2 separate regions of the Tachysurus vachellii genome follow, and region 2 is linked to region 1. The links are chromatin contacts, called in public Hi-C maps. All regions are on one chromosome and are shown on one strand. The core of a region is the stretch at or near the end of the contact, and the rest is flanking DNA. Distances in the headings are between cores, read along the strand shown. Region 1 holds the start of grin2ca (glutamate receptor, ionotropic, N-methyl D-aspartate 2Ca). Region 2 holds the start of tmem104 (transmembrane protein 104).

Region 1 (4,445 bases), core at 1,669-4,168:
GGGATTTTACTCTCCACCTGCTGTTCACATGGTTTAATCATTGCATGCTAGAGACACGAGCACGTTTTTTAGGTTTCTGTACCTGGGTGACCGTTAAATTTTTTGTCAACATAAGAAGCTCAGGAGCAGTAGATCTACTTCATTTCCTTCTGCTTTCAGAGTAATATGGCTGAAAAATATTTTTCATAAGTACCATCTTCAAGTGTGAGAATATGTGTGAGGTGAAGACTATTTATGTGAGCATGTGTCATTGTGTGAAGAAGAGAAAACGGGTTCGTGAGCAATTGTTCATGCTTGCGTGTTTCTCTCTGTGTCTGTGTGTGTGTGTGTGTGTGTGTGGGAAGCAGAGGGTTGAAATCATTTGCAGGTCCCTCAGGTTTTTAATACATCTACCCTGTAATGGGAGGACGGAGCAAAGTTCTGTGTTACTGTACATAAGATCAGCACTTAACGCATTTCATTAGTAAACTACATTAAAGTGTACATTAAAGAGTGTCTTTCTTCTATATGATAAGATGAGGTGAGATGTGGTGAAAATGTTAAAGTAACCTTTGCCTTTGGCATCTTTTCTGGTATAGAAGACAGCATCAGTACTACTTATAAGAACACCCAGCTTAATATAGTAACCTATCACACTAAAAGCAAGAGCTTCCTTTGCCTGCACATCAGTAACACATCCTTAAAGAAGTCAAACCTGTAATAAAGCTAAACAGAAAGGCTGTCACGAGTTCTCACCAGCCGTTTGTACTGACATCATACCACTTTCACAGCTGAGGAGTCAAAACCCAGCACACAAATATTCAAATATTCAGCTCACAAAAATGAGAGAAGGGAACAGAAAACAGATAAGGGTTCAATTAACCTGCCCAGTGACAGTCCTCAGAACAGTTTATTCTAAAATGCTTCTCGGAGGTGTGGTTTTTTGTGCAGAACTAAAAAAGGTCTAAAAGTATTTCCAGCTCGGAAATAACATGAAAAGCAGCCTGGCTGACAGCAATTATGAGCGTAAAAGAAATTCAAAGTTATAAGTCATCATAAGTTAATACAGGATACATAACATGTTTTTTTATGACTGCAGATTCTCATTTGTGCCAAAATATGATTTACACACAACTCAATTAAAAGCACCAAGACTTCCCTGACAATAAAATGCTAGCTCATTTCTCCATCTGGTGCTTGTCTTAAACAACATCTAGGTGATGAATCTAAATAACAACCTTGTGATTTTAAGCTCCTGTCACATGAAAAATCTTGGCCATGGATGATATACGTTTGCCAAAGGCTTGATATTTATAGCGCTTCCCAAAAAAGTAAATTGTTCTTTTGCTTTGTGTCATTACTCCAGCCTGTTTTTTTCCATAGCCCAAATCTCTGACATGTAATCAATAGCTGTAAGCATTTTCACTTGCTGCATGTATTACTCTCTGCTCAAATTTAGCCATGTGAGAAGCATCCTATCCTAAGGATGAAGAGAATCAGTTACGGTGTGTATGGGATAAGTATGGGAAGCTTGTTGAATTCAATTAGTCATGTTAATTGATATGTCACAATCATTCACACTGTTTTTTTTTTTTTTTTTTACATTCATTCATCATAATGATTTAAGCATTGAGTATGTGTGTGTGTTTGAGAGAAAGAGAGAGGGAGCGAGATAGAGAGAGAGCGAGAGAGAGACACAGAGAGAGAGAGTACTAATCCATATCTTACAGCATCATCTCTTGGACCTGTTGATGACTTGCATCTCTCAAGGGTGAATGAATGAAGGAGGAGAGAAAGCAGATATCCTGATAGAATGACAGATAACCAAAAAAGTGTGTGAGAGCTTGAGAAATTTAAGAACCACAGTGTGGGACTTAGCGAGGGAGGGAGACGCGGTAGGAGAAGAGAGAGGAGGATAAGTGAGAGAGAAACAGAGCAGGATGGAATGGGGTGAGGTAGGGTGGGGTGGGGTGGAGGGGACATGCAGGATAAATCCTTACGACATAATGATTACGGCTCACAAGCCCTTGCTCTGACACCGAGCGGACGAGGGTGCGGGATTACAACCGGACACAGTAATCCGTGGGCCAAGACACCACTCACCACTGCAAGGACAAACAAACAGCAGTTTAGTAGATGCTCAAGTGACCTCTAACCTACACAATTATCCAGGTAGAGAGACAAAAAAAGAGGAGAAAAGGAAAGAGGAAAGAAGGAAAGAGGAAAGCTCACTACAGCTTAGAAGTTACAACCTGCAACAAGAACACAAATGGTTGCAGCCCTGCCCGCTGGTCCGTGCCATCTGTCTGCCAGCCTCCATACCTCGTCTGCATCTGGAGTAATTTCAGCTTGTCCTTAATGACAAGAACACAGTGGACCCTCGGCTGGAGAACAGGTAGTCGAGGTTCAGGATCTTCCAGAAACACTTCAGGGATCTTTTCTGGGGCGTGCCTGAGGGACTACACATGAGCTCCGTTTTCCTTCTGAAGAATTTTAGTTTTTTCTCTCTATATATTGGACCGTTCTTGCACCTCTGTGGACTTCACATGGAGCCAGATGGAAGGTGAGAACATCCTTTGACATTAACACATGACATGCATTTTATTATTAGGATCCTTATCACAGCTGATATAAATATACATGCTCACTCCTTGTAGTAATCAACCGTCTAGACATCTCTCTATATACGTATTCATTTACTCTACCTTTTCCTTGCTCTCCCTCTGCTCCGTTCCTCTATCCCTCCCCTCCCTCCTATCCCTCCCCTCCCTCATCATCCCACCCTCCCCTCACAGAACAAGATGATGTGACCTTCTGCCAAACTGCTCGAAACCATGCCACCGACACAGCACGCTGCTCCATCCACTCTGAAATAGACTCAAACAAGTGCGGGAAGCAGAGAGTGAGCTGTACAGAGGGACAGAGTGAGGCGTGAGAGTGAGAAAAAAAGAAAAAAAAGAAACGGGACATTGGAGTCACAGAGGAGGAATGTGTTGTCAGGAGCCTGGGCTGGATGCGGTTTGTCATTGCAGGTAACTGATCACTTTTCATGCTGCTGGGGTGTGTGAAGTGAATAGTTAACTAATGCCAGGGTGTGTGTGAGTGATTGTAATGCGCGCAAAGCTGTCATGTATATTTTTAGATGCTGTATTCTGTGTTGTGTGAAATCAGTGTGTGACAAGGTCCATGCATTCAGGTGTGTGTACACGTGCGTGAAAAGTGTCCTGCTGTATTTGTTAAACAGGTGCTATGCTTGGTGAGGGAGTTCATCCACAGGTAGGACACTTGCTGGGACTGTAAAGGGTTTCCTTTATTTGTCTTTATCTCTCAAAGGTGTAACAAAATATGGCCTGATTTAATATCTATATTTATGTAGTGTTGTGTAGCCGAAAAGAGACGGTTTGTCCTTGCACACCTGCTGCAATAAAGTAAAAGGAGATGTAATGAGACTAAAAGTGAGCCGAGTGCCGTAGACATCGAAGCACTGACAAGCTGCAGTAATTACCGCTGGTCCACTTATTAGACAGGCGGGAATGTATCCCGATGCGTTTAGGATGTGGCCCTTTGTGAATGTTATAGCAGACTTTACCTAAGGGGGATGTGCACCAAGGGTGAAAGCATTTTATTGGCTTTTAATAAGAACAAGATATATGACTGGGGATGAGGCAGAGGGGAAAAAAAAGAGACTGATAGAATGAGGGGGAGGAACAACACTTGGCTGAGGAAGACAGCAAGAAAAACATATGAACAAATGGCTTTACTAACATTCTGGAAATTTAAGGATGTTGTACCACACTACTGAACTAAGAGGCTCATGATATTGGAATTATAACACTCGCTCTAACCTTATACAAATAATGAGCTAATCCTTTATATGATAGATTAATGACAGAAAAATGGTCAGAATTTTGACAAAATCTTCTAAAACAAACGTATCAAAGTTAAAAAGTTGCATCTGGTATGACCTTGGCTCATGATTTTCACTAAATTATAACTCACCATATTTTATACGGTTAAAAATTCAAGGTTTATTTTTGCTAGGCATGGAAATGAGCCAAGGTCATATGAATGACAGAGCAGGAAAAGTTTCAAGAAAATTTCTCCATGAGGCTGATGAAAAAAACCAAAACCTTTTCATACTTACTCACCTACCATAAAGTCTCACTTCCTTGCTTATTATTCACTCAAAATCAGAATGTATTTGATGTAAGTGATTTTGCACTCATTTATCTTCATAAAGTATATATTTTCTGATATCCCAAGCCCTGTGAATGCTTTACAAAGTGTGATGGAGCAGTAAAGTGGCAAGTACAGCTCACAAAAGCATCAAGTCAGAAAATTGTATACGGTTTTCTTCATATTGTATGGCTCAGCAGCACTGCAACACTATTAACGGTTAAAGCATAAGGCCGCGCTCTTCGTTATAGATGATATTGTAAAGTACACACTAAATCAGTAAGGTGTTC
Region 2 (4,507 bases), core at 573-3,072, 130 kb after region 1:
CTCAGGCTTTAAAAGTGTGATGAAGTAAGTCTAAACAAATGACTTCAGGAAACATTTAGTGTTCCCTGGCTTCAGAAAAGCCTTTCTGTTCCCATATCATGGGTCTCTATATCATGTCTGACCTTGTGCTCTGACCCCATGCAAATAAAAATTCTTCACTTTAAAGCAAATGTGACAAATGACAGCTTCCTCTTCAAAATTTGAAGTTAACTTAAAAGACCATTTACATACGATGTTTTGTTAAATGACATTGGCTTCAGATAAAAACTGGTCAAGCAAACTGATCATTTAGTGCTGATGCAGACTTCTTGGGTTCAAAACAGAAATAAGACACAGAATGAAAAATGTACTGTGGCATCATTTCCAGTGAACACCGCTGTCAGAGATTTTTCAGATTTTCTGTGAGTGTTGTGTGCATGAAGTGTCCAACATTCCATGCTTTATTTTTTATAAAGCTTTATAAAAGCTTTATATTCCATGCTTTACTTCTTGTCAGACTTTCCAGCACGAATACACTATTTAAACACTATTTACATAATGGTGTAGAATAGTGCGCAAGTATTCAATTTTGGATGCGCCCAGTGCCACCCAGTTTAATTTAAGGAAAATAAAAAATAAAATAAACAAATGCTTCTCAGATACTTTGAGATTACCTAAACTTCAAATTGTTGCTCTTACTTATTTCAGTGCCTCATTGACCGTCAGGATGCAAGTGAAGCGTAAATATATAATTGAGTGACAAGAACACCCATAATTACAACCTGCTAGACATTTTCTCCTGTGTTCATTTTTATTGCTGACCAGATGCTAGAATTTTTACATTTGATATTTCCCTGAAAATCTTTATTTTCTTTACTATCCCTAATGAAAGGATTAATACAGAGGAAATCCATAAAAATGTTGATTACTGATGTATTGTTAGATATAATAAACATTATAAAATTATTTGTATAAAAGTGCATTATTTATTTCCTCGATTAGACCAAAAAGAAGTGATAAATGTATTATTATTATTTTTATTATTATTTTCACCATTTCCATGTTTTGCCTTAATGACGCACTACAGGCAACACAATCAATCAACAGAAAACCTTTTTTTAAATGAACAATATCACTTTTTCACCATTTTAAACACTCACAAAAGGGGAGTACAGCTCTCCAGTCTCTGTAATACCACCAGCCATGTTGTCAAACAGTACAAAACACTTCACACAGGATTCCTGCAGGAAGATTAATATTAGTTAGTAAACTAGCAAATTTGTAAACATTGTCCACACCGATCAAGTAAATTAAGCTGTACGTTAAACAAAAACACTTTCGAAACAAATTAAACCGTTTTAACCGTCCTGTTGAAGACCGTCTAGTTAACTTCCAATTCGTTTGATTTGATATACTAGCATTATATATTATATATTATATACAATTAGCATTTAACTTTAATTTAACACAAACACTTACCCGGTGCTTCCTGACTGCTGTGTGTACAATTCGGTTAAAAGCAACTGGCTAGTCATGGGTTAGCATTGTAGCTAACAAGGTACAATAATATATCTAAAATATATTGAGTAGCCTTCGTGAGATGGGTCCACACTATCAATTAACAACCTTACAACCCCATGATAGACGAAGACGTAATAAAAAGAGCTGTATAGAGTCGGCCATGTTTCACGCAGCTCTCAGGAGACGTTTAAGTAGAAGCTTAGAGCGTTCAGGCTGTCCGTGACTGCGCATGCGCAAACAATCTAAACACAGGCCGAGTGAGTTAACACGCTATGATAATAAATGTAATTATGTTACAACATAAAAAAAATACAGTAGAATTTCCAATACAGACGGGTCGCAAATTAAATGGAAAAATAAATAAATAAAAAATAGTGGCTCTGTATCTCTGTATCTGTAGGACATTTTGCTCTCATGGTTTGAGTGCCATGTCAGTTATCCTGATGGGCGTGGTCTATTCCAGGGAAACCACGCCCCCATCCACGTGTTACTAGAGCGCGCTTAAACACGTGCATCACATGCGCAGTGTTGTAATGTAACGGAGTAAAAATACTGCGTTACTGTACTTAAGTAGAAATTTCACGTATCTGTACTTTACTTCACTATTTAAATTTATGTCAACTTTCACTTTTACTTCCACTACATTTCCTAGATAAAATGTATACTTTTACTCCGCTATATTTCCACTAAGCATCATCGTTACTCTTTACTACAAAATAAAATCAGAAGAAATGTGTGCGACTGTAATAAGGGAGGTTTTGGCGAATCACTGCTCCTAGATTGCATTACGCTCCGCACGCTCTACGGAGAAGCACAGGCACGCGCAGCGTGCACGCGCAGTCAGAGCTGGAGGCGTTTATCTATAACGTTAATCGGCTGAAAGCCGCAAATACGGCAACCAAAAGCAGTGAAATTTCACTATTCTTATTACCAGAGTTGATAGCACAAAAAATATTAATGCAAACAATCCATTCAATACTAAATAAAAATAACATTTATTGATTTGGTATTTGTCTTGTGAATATTTTTATATTAATGACACACTGGATTGACACTGGCATTCACACTGGATTGGACACACTGTTTGTAGAGAATGCACACATACATGAACTGATCTGATTCAACACTGGCATCATTACATCATGCATAAAATTTTGGTGTCCACTTTTGTCATTTTAAATAATACCATAACTTTTGGATTACTATGTAGTCATATAATATATAATATAAAACTCTTGTTGTAAATTCTCATTGAAGGCTAAAACCCCTAAAGATGAAATCCTAGAACTGCCCCTGCTCTTATGCCTACCGAAAATCACTGAAATTTTACTTTTTACTTTTACTTCAAATACTTAAGTACATTAAATATCGTAAAATTGCTTTTGATACTTAAGTACAGTATATATCAGATACTTTAAGACTTTTACTTGAGTAATATTCTAAAAGGTAACTTTCACTTCTACCAAGTCTTTTTCTAGTACGATACTTGTACTTTTACTCAAGTATTGCTTTCTAATACTTTATACAACACTGCACATGCGATAGTCTTCACAGGAATTAGACAGCAACACATATGAAATTTTTTGAAGCCACGTGTGAAACAGCTCTGTTCATCAAAACAAAACTTTTGTTCTCCTTGATATTCTGTTCGGTTTTGCTGAGTGTGTCCATGATGGACTCTCTCTACTTAGCTTAGAGGAGTGCAACTGAAGTGTGGTTTTGTTTTATTTTTTTCTGCATTATTCTACACTAGACACTGTTGTGTGTGTGTGTGAAATTCCCTTTTGATCTGCAGTTAAATACTCAACCAGCACATTGGCACCAACAAACATGCAACAGTTCAAATCACAGAGAAGACCGGTTTACCCTATTCTGATGGTTGGTGTGAACAAAGACTGAAGTGCTTGACCTGTATCTGCATTATATTATGGACTGAATTACTGCCAAATGATTGGCTGATTTAGTTTACTGCAGTTGAGCAGGTGTTCCTAATAAAACACCAAGCAAGTACATTATAGAATTTTCTAAAGAAAAAACAACAAAATTGGACATGAATTCAACAAATAGCACACAAATCACTGCTGCCCCCAAATTGGGTCATAATTAAGTACTTTAATGATCATTTATTGATTATAAATGATCTCAAGACAAATAGGATATGAACGTTAAAAATTACAGATGTAATGTGGCAGAATTAAAAAAAAATATAAATAAATAATAAAAAAAAGGGGTTGTGTTAAATTTTGTAGGACTTTAATGCACTTTTTTTTTAGGTTTCAGAAAAAGTCCATATGCACTTTCATCAAATGGATTATGTTCTCATAGTGAAACATTTCAAACATCCTAAACCTAAATTTCCAAGTCAGACATCACAACAGTCTAATTTCAACATGCACATGTTAAACATTTGTTGTACCAACTGAAATGAGACAGTACACTTGTTACCCCATTGGTAGAAAAGAATTTATTTCCAGGTTTCACAGAATTAAAACAGAAAGGTGATGAGAGATAAACGAGTTTGCACCACGGTGTGGAAGAGGAAAAAAAACAAAAACAAAACCACTACAGTCAGCAGATTTTTTTTCCCTAAGTACACAGTACAGGCTCAAATGCATTCCCCTCCTTCCATATTAATTGCTTGTTGGAAACTGTTGATAAAAAAAATAATGCTCATTAGAACTGGTTGATAAACAACAAACAAAATTCTTTAAACAAAAGAAAATAATTAAAAAAACTTTTAAAGTCCAAATAAATCTTTGTGCTTATAAAACACAAAATATAATCAAAATAAAATAAACAAAAAAACAAAAAAAATAAATAAAATAAAAAAGCACATGTGGACAAAATCATATTGCAGAAGAAATTTGCTGTGCATTGTTTAAGAAAATGTATTTGTTGTAACGGAGATCACAGCAGATATTTTTGTCTGATTAGAATTGGTTTGGCTGGCCTGCACACATTAGGATGAACTTCAAATTACTTCAACATTAATTACTTAACAATAGAT

Evidence for each region. A called contact is a pair of places that touch in the nucleus more often than the background predicts.
Region 2: a contact with region 1 is called in a Hi-C map of muscle, with 2.4 times the contacts expected there. The contact joins the promoter of tmem104 here to the promoter of grin2ca in region 1. A contact is called at or near these places in 2 of 3 Hi-C or Micro-C datasets (blood and muscle).

What each region holds. Positions count from the first base shown.
Region 1 is chr18:10,506,146-10,510,590 of HZAU_Pvac_v1, forward strand. It overlaps grin2ca (glutamate receptor, ionotropic, N-methyl D-aspartate 2Ca), which reads left to right and starts at 2,919. Exons shown (of 13, transcript XM_060892386.1): 1 at 2,919-3,011.
Region 2 is chr18:10,641,019-10,645,525 of HZAU_Pvac_v1, forward strand. It overlaps tmem104 (transmembrane protein 104), which reads right to left and starts at 1,823. Exons shown (of 10, transcript XM_060892546.1): 1 at 1,459-1,823; 2 at 1,140-1,220. The coding sequence starts at 1,184. It overlaps tnpo2a (transportin 2a), which reads right to left. Exons shown (of 25, transcript XM_060892047.1): 25 at 3,939-4,507.